Linked DNA regions of Hordeum vulgare: region 2 is linked to region 1. Evidence: chromatin contacts called from public Hi-C data. All regions are on one chromosome and are shown on one strand. The core of a region is the stretch at or near the end of the contact, and the rest is flanking DNA. Distances in the headings are between cores, read along the strand shown.

What was found. Hi-C and Micro-C count contacts between places; a contact is called where the count stands out from the background.
Region 2: a Hi-C map of seedling shows a contact between it and region 1, with 4 times the contacts expected there. The contact joins the promoter of LOC123426736 here to the promoter of LOC123426732 in region 1. A contact is called at or near these places in 1 of 6 Hi-C or Micro-C datasets (seedling) and 1 of 1 datasets of contacts at active chromatin or transcription factors (embryo).

What each region holds. Positions count from the first base shown.
Region 1 is chr2H:476,751,697-476,755,805 of MorexV3_pseudomolecules_assembly, reverse strand. LOC123426732 (PI-PLC X domain-containing protein At5g67130-like) reads left to right here and starts at 1,325. Exons shown (of 7, transcript XM_045110606.1): 1 at 1,325-1,641; 2 at 1,741-2,001; 3 at 2,493-2,591; 4 at 2,695-2,998; 5 at 3,103-3,326; 6 at 3,433-3,519; 7 at 3,630-4,049. The coding sequence starts at 1,552. The coding sequence ends at 3,785.
Region 2 is chr2H:477,300,763-477,304,700 of MorexV3_pseudomolecules_assembly, reverse strand. It overlaps LOC123426736 (thioredoxin M3, chloroplastic-like), which reads left to right and starts at 1,817. Exons shown (of 4, transcript XR_006622313.1): 1 at 1,817-2,173; 2 at 2,951-3,938. LOC123426735 reads right to left here and starts at 1,505. Exons shown (of 4, transcript XM_045110611.1): 1 at 1-1,505. The coding sequence starts at 1,231.

The DNA.
Region 1 (4,109 bases), core at 76-2,575:
AATATGTGGTTGTAAGCATTAAGATCTTATACTCGTACCTCTTATTATTATAAGTGTTCAACTCAAGGTAACCAATTTAGATCCGGTGAAAAGTTGAAATTGTTTCTTTAACAAAAGCTTGCTAGAGACCCTGGCTTCAAGGGAACCTTCCTCTCGTGCCCTCTATAACTCAAGATCACCTCTGAGGAAACATGTGTGGGTACTTTTTGTTCCATTTCGGTATCGCTAAAAGGAAGTATCATCCCGACAGATAGCAGCTCGCAGCACCTCTATCACCATGTCTTCCAACCGCCCATCAACACGGATTTTCACGTCACCTTGCAGTGGTCTAAGACTACCCATAATGAAGAGTAACATACACCTGACACTAGGCTATGTTACTATCTTTATAGTGGGTAGTAACATAACTGTGGTGTTATGCATAACTTTATTTATTAGGTTATAGACTCGTTTGGGATATGTGATGTTATGATAACTAGTTTGTTACTCAATTTACCTATCTTCTAATAAGCTCATTGTCGCACACAAATTTGTTGAATTAGACTTTATGTTACTCTTAAAGTTAGACTAACCATAATGGGAGTAACATAGATGGTAACATCACACATATATAGACAAAATAGATGGTGTGACAAGTAATTCATGCGGAAAAGAAAGACATGTGGTGACATAATATGTTACTCACACTATAATACCAGGCCAATATGAGCAGTCTATAATCTAATAAATGAAATGATGCGTGGCACCACGCATATGTTACTCCCCGTTATGGAGGTAATAACATAGATTAGTAACACTAATAAAAGTCATTTGGTGTCTTTGAGTTAAACTGTAAATGAGATCTCTTTTACCCTACATCAACTCCAAAAGCAGCTACAAAAGATATTAGATGGATTTCTTTTTTCATCACCAACATGTGGGGTGAAAGGTGTGTAGCAGATGCAGTGTGTGGATGACTTCAAGAAACTCCTCTCGACTTCATTTTGACGTGTGACCACCGGAGCAAAGCTCGGAAATTATAACCGTTCGATCAGTTGATTTTGGTATGATGAGCGGTAACAATTTACTCCATGAAGAATACCAACGGCTAAGACCATGCGGGGCGGTAACAATCTAGGCCCGAGCATCTAGGCCCGAGCATGGCCGTGGGCAACGTCGGGTCGGGCCTTTTCAGGCTGGGCCGTGCGGGCTGGGTTTCCATGGCGAGGTATGGTAAACATACTCCGACTGTTCGACATTGCCTGGCCAACGTAGCTGAACCGCGCCGCTCCGTCCCCCTGACTGACACAGGGGGCCAAGCGCAATGACAAACGCCGCAGCGAGGGACCAAGATCAGCGACGCGGAAAAACAGAGCGTAAACCACACACATAAGCAAGCGACGAAACCTGGAATGTCCGGCCTTACAAGCCACACAACACAGGGATTTGCAGGCTTGCTCCACCACAAAGCTTCCGCTGTCCGCCGTCTCCGGGAGGAACGTGGCACCAGCCGCGCGGCGCGGGGCAGAGCTCGGCGGAGGCGGGTGGCCGCGCGCGGCAAGAAGAATTGAGATGGCCAAGGAAACTGTGCTTCTCGCCGTGGCTTTCGCCGCCGCCGCCGCCTTGCTGTGCTCGCGCCCCGCCGTCGTCTCCGCTCGGAAGGTACGCTGACTGGTTGTTGAGGACTGACATTACGCTGGCTGGTCGTTGAGGGTTGTGATTGTGCTGCGCTCTCGTGGGCATGATCTCCGGCTGCCGCAGGTGGGCGAGACGTGCGCGCTGTCGCGGAACTGCGACGCCGGGCTGCACTGCGAGACGTGCGTGGTGGACGGCAACGTGCGGCCGCGCTGCACCCGCGTGACCCCCGTCGACCCGCAGAACAAGGAGCGGGGGCTGCCGTTCAACCGCTACGCGTGGCTGACGACGCACAACTCCTTCGCGCGGCTCGGCACCCAGTCCCAGACCGGGACGACCATCGTCACGGCGTTCAACCAACAGGACACCATCGCCGAGCAGCTCAGCGTGAGTCCACTGTCCACCCCGCTCCCGCTCTGCTCTCTCTTCCGTTTAGCTGCTGACCTGTGGGGCCGGCGAATCTACCGGAGTCCGTGTTAGAACCTGTCAGTGTGCGGCGGGGTGAGGTGTCCCCGGGCGCAGCACGTGGCAAAGAGGGCTCGTCCATGTGTCCAAGCAGCAGCGCACCTCCAGGCGCCGGTCTTTTTCTGTCGCTGGCTTGCGTGCACGCCCACACGCTTTGCTTGAAGCGTTGGCACGGCAATACTAACTGCAAGCATTGCCCATACCACACACATTGCATTGTGTATCCTTGTGTGGATGAGACGTGTGGTGTGTGCTCCAATTCGGGTAGCACGTCCATTCGAAATAAACACGATGTGGTCCGTGGCCGGGACCAGGACGAAATTACTTCAGTTCAAATTATTTCCCAAGGTAAAATTGGTGCCATTCTCAAGCTCAAGGGTTAGGTCCAAGTAATTGGATTTCTTGCGTCGCAGAACGGCGTGAGGGGCCTGATGCTGGACATGTACGACTTCCGGAACGACATATGGCTCTGCCACTCCTACGGAGGCGCCTGCCGAAACTTCACCGCATTCGTAAGCACCAACCAAGCTACTCCTCTACTAGGACCAATCTCGACCACAACACACACACACACACACAGTGACACAGACAAAGTAACAATGTTACGGTGGACAGACGCCGGCGGTGAACGTGCTCCGGGAGATCGAGGTGTTCCTTAGGAGGAACCCCTCGCAGGTGATCACGATCTTCATCGAGGACTACGTGGAGGCGCCTATGGGGCTCACCCGGGTGTTCAACGCCTCCGGCCTGACGCCGTACCTGTTCCCGGTGTGGCGCATGCCCAAGAACGGCGGCGACTGGCCGCTGCTCAGCGACATGGTCCGCGACAACCACCGCCTCCTCGTCTTCACCTCCAGGTCCGCCAAGGAGGCCGCCGAGGGCTTCGCACACGAGTGGGGCTACGTCGTCGAGAACCAGTGTACGTGCACGTCCATCACCATCGATCCGACTGCACACGTGACTGATTACCTAGGAAGGAGAACCTGACGATGTTTGTATCTATCCAATATCCATGCGCCGCAGATGGGAGCAAAGGGATGGTGAAGGGGTCGTGCCCGAACCGCGCCGAGTCGGCCGCCATGAACGACCTGTCGAGGTCGCTGGTGCTGGTGAACTACTTCCGGGACCTCCCCAACTTCCCGGAGGCGTGCAAGGACAACTCGGCGCAGCTGCTGGGCATGCTCGACGCCTGCCACGCCGCGTCCGGGGGCAGATGGGCCAACTTCATCGCCGTCGACTTCTACAAGGTGTCACATCCTTATTATCAGTTATTAGTTACCCTACGATGAACATGAGCACGATTGATTAGATTCATTTCTTCTGATGATTCATGGTTGTACCCTGCCTACCCAGAGGAGCGACCGAGGCGGCGCCGCGGAAGCCACGGACAAGGCCAACGGCGGACTGGTTTGTGGATGCGGAAGCATATCTGCCTGCACTGTAAATATACATGCCCCGCTGCTTGCCTGCCATGTTTACTGCATGTTTCGACAAAGTGTTCTGTTCTTATATAGAGAGAAAATGACACGAGATTTGTGTGTTTTGCTCAGGGTAATGGTACATGCTCGCCGCGCCGGCGCGGGAGCACGCCGAAAGGCATCTTCAACAAGACCTCAGACGCCGCGTCGTGGCAGCCGCCGGCCATGTTGCAGTGGCAGCAGCTGATGCTGCCAGCCACCTTCGTTGCTCTACTATTATGCTTTTAAATTGGACTCTGAGCAACATCAGAACTTCAGATTAGTTGGCAGACTGTAAATCATACTAGATGCAAACTAGAGATTTCATGTGTCGGGTCCTCGTCGCACGCTCCAAGTAGACTTTGCTGTTAAAAATTCTGCAAGGCCACGGCACCAAACGACTGCATGCATTGGGTGTGCGTTTGCTTGTAAATTCGGCCATTGTAACGCATAGCTTGCAAATGATGTAATGAACCCTTCGTATCGAATATAAGACGTTTTTTTTACACTAAATTAGCCTACAAAAAATGCCTTATACTTGTTAGGAATAAATTAAGGATTAATCCCTGCTAT
Region 2 (3,938 bases), core at 568-3,067, 550 kb before region 1:
GGACATTATTCAAGGAGCTGTCATTTGCTGCTTCATCAATCACCATCAGAGGAGCCAGATCTACCTGTTCGGTTAATGCAGCATCTCTATGTGTTGATGCTCCATTCCTGTGCGCAAGTATTGATCGTGGTCTTGTTGGGGCTCTTGCAAAATTACAACTGCTCAGCAAATTCTGACAACCATCATGCAAATTATTTTCAACGCTTGATCCCTTCTCATCCAAGCTCTTGTCATGTTCAGACTTCTCGTCCATAATACTACCATCATCAGGCTTGTCATCTGAGGGCAACGGTGAATGATCTATCTCTCCCTCCTCAACAACACCAGAAGAAGCATTATTATGAATACTCTCACTGTTGATCCCTTTCTCAACGACCTCCGAATCAGACACCTTACTATCCTCCTCCATTTTATTAGCCTCATTCTCATTCTGCATCCCTTGCACGGCATCAGCATCCTTCCTGACATTACTGTTAGAGCTCACCTTTGAGCCAGTATCCTCCAACTCCGACTCCCCCACAGCCTCCACCTTTGATGTCTGTCTCTCTCCGGCCACGCCGGAGATGCTACTCCCAACCTCATCGATCCCAGCACTCACTCGCCGGTCCCTCCTATACACAGGAGCCCTATCTTCCTCGTCATCATCACCATAATTCCGGCTATCCAGATAATCCCTACTCCTCTCCCTGTCCCGGCCCCACTCTGAATTCCTGTTGTAAGCCCCAAACTTCCTCTTCCCCCTCCCATTGTAGTTACCATTGTCACCGCCATTGTAATCACCACCATGGTTCCGGCGCGAGCGGGGGTTAGGATTACCGTACTCGTCGTCAAGACGCTGCCGGCCGTTCCGGCGGGACTCGTAGAACGCGGGGGCTTCCTGAGCCTGCGGCAAAGGAGGCGCGGGCGGCATCTGGCCCCATCCAACACCAGCGCCACCGCCTCGCTGCAGCGATGCCGGCGGGAGCACGCCTTTGGCCACCAGGTACTCGGCGGCGAGGCGTCCCGCCTCCATGAGCACCTCGTACCTGTGCCGCGCGGGCGCAACCGCCTGAATGGAGGGCGGCGGCGGAGGTGGCGGCGGCTGGTAGAAGTGCTTGTGGCCGCGGCCGCCGCGCGCGAAGGGCGGCACGCGGCTGCGGCCGCCGCCGTGCTGCGGGTAGTTCATCCGGGGGTGGTCGAATCGGTGCGGCTGCAGGCTGACGCCCTGCTGCTGCTGCTGCCCCCGATCCATCCGCAGATGCAACACGACAGAGACCACGCAACCGTAGAGAAATGCGAGAAATCGCGCGCGCGGGCGAACCGGAGGAGGGAGGGCGGAGGCTCACGGGCGGACGACGGCGGCGGCGGGGCGCCGGGCCATCGATCGGGAGCCGGCGAGATTTGGGGCCTCCGAGGCCGGAGCTGCGCTTTCCGTTTCGCGACGAAAAGGAGGGAAAAAAAATAGTGCGAGGATAATTTGCTTGCAGCTGCAGGTGGAGAGGGGAAATGATTTACGAGTCAAACGAGAAGCTCTGATTCGTTTTGCTGTTTGGACGGTCGTTTCGGCTTGGGGTTGGGGTTGGTTTCTGGAGGGGTGCGTGCACACGTGGATCGGCGAGTTGTTGACACGGTGACACGTGGGTCCCGGTGACGTTTCGTGGGCCATGCGCCCCGGCTCTTGGTTAGGTTGGCCACGCTCATGGGGCCGACGGTGACGGTGGGTGGGCGAGAGAAAGAGATGTTGTTAATCCCTTTGATTATTCATGGGATGGGAAAGAATGGAATATCTCGTGCGAGAATTCATTCGAGTAGTAGTAGTATTTCTGGTGGTATTCCCGCGAAGCGAAGGCTCCCGGAAATGAGTTCCAACGGACCGCGTGCTGCGTGTGCGTCTCGTAAGTTTCCACCCACCACGTTCTCCGCCACGACTCCTCCCGGCTCTCAAACTCCCCAAACCAAATCATGGCCGCCGCGGCCTCACGGCACCTCTGCTGCGCCACGGCGCTGCTGTCTCCCTCCGCCGCCGCGGCGCCCATCCGCCGGAGGGTTGGCTACGGCTACGGCTACGGCTCCTCCTCCACCCGCCGGTGGCCGTGCCGCCGGTGGGCCCACGGGCCGGACGCCGCGTCCCGGATCCGGCGCCCGACGACTGGCTCGAGCACAGCCAGGGTGAGCTGTGCCTACTCTACTGGCGGTAAGGGCTTCCTCGCTGAGTGATCCCCGTTTTAAGCTTCAGTTAGTGGGCTCGTTAACCGCTAGCTCCATTTCCGTTTCACTCGGACGTCAGCCATGTCTTCGTTCCTCATATGTCATATGATTGATTGCTAGTCCTTGGTGAAACGGAAATGGAACAAGCGGTTAACGAGCCCACGAACTGTGTTTGCTGCTACAAGATACGGAGTAGAAGGGTGGATCATATGATTAAGTTCAGGCCACTAGACTATATATGTTGCGAAGTTGAACCGTGTGCCTGGCAATTCCAATTCCTCGCTGTAAAATTGAATTTATATGCTAATACTTACTAGTCTAATGTGTACTATGCAGGAAAATGCAGCCCCATGTTCACTTCTTAGATTACTTGTTCCGTTAATAAACGTAGTGAGAAGTAGTACCAGTAGGCATTGTAATTTGTACGCCTAGCCCTATTGTGTTATTTGGCTGACCTACGCATTTTATCTAGTCCTATGTCATGGCTCTCTCGCTCACCATCATGGCACTGTCAGACTGTCAGTTCGCACAAGCTGCGCTGTTGCGTAAATCCTTCTCTTTCAGAATATAAGAAGAACCAATTAGCTTAGTTAATCTTTGTGATTCACCTCACTGAATACTAGTAGCTACCTACACACTTCTTTCACGTGTTCGGTTTTCTGAAATCTGTTGTAATTAACTTCATCTGTTTTGAGTTTTTTTTGTGAACTTAGTCTGCATACGTAGAGAAGTTGTAACAGTAGTGTTCTTTCCATTTGTACAGCTGAAGCAATCACTGCATGTTCCTGGAACCAAAATGTTATCTGCAGTGATGTGCCTGTGCTTGTGGAGTTTTGGGCCTCATGGTGTGGACCTTGTAAAATGGTCCATCGAATTGTCGACGAGATTGCAAACGAATACGATGGAAGGATAAAATGCTATAAGCTTGACACTGATGATTACCCACAAACTGCAACTTCCTACAATATCGAGAGGGTTCCGACCGTTTTACTGTTCAAGGATGGAGAGAAAATACATAGTATTACTGGAACTCTGCCAAAAGCCGTCTATGTGAGGGCCATTGAGAATTCTTTCTTGGAACAGTGACCATTTTGGTTACGATGTTATATTGCTACTTGGTCCAGATTCATATTCCCATATACTTGATTTTTCACTGCCAGCTAGTGGAAAGAGTAGGGAAGGTAAAGTTGGGCTTACAACTTGAGCTTCTTGTTATCCCTTAGCTACACAACTTACTGTAAATATTGATGTACTGCTGAAAAAGGATTGTTGGACCTCTTTATTTTTCCTTGAGGGCTGTAATGAATCATGACTTTTATCATTGATGTGAAACAGGGTCAAATATTTAAGGCCCTTAGAAATATCTTGCTAAATGAAGTGAAATTAAGATTTTTTGTTATACTTTACATTATGTGCCTCACATTTATATCTGTTTTTCTTCTTCTTTTTCACCCCTTGTGTATTAAATTTTTCGTGCTATTTTTCAGAGCTAGAGTAAATACTTAATCATTTAATTACTGTATACAGAAGCATCTAAGATCTAGCCTGTTGAAGTTTATCTTCTGAAAAGGTTTGTTCTGTTATGTTAGTGCAATTATTGTTGTTTCTGTGGGGCTGCTAAGACTGAGCTAATTGTCCCAGGTAACTCTTCAAGGCATATTTTATTAAACCTTGTGCTCCTATTATTTATTGTCTCTAATCTGCAATATCATCTAGTCTCAACAGGTTAACTTTGGTTATCATGAAGAACT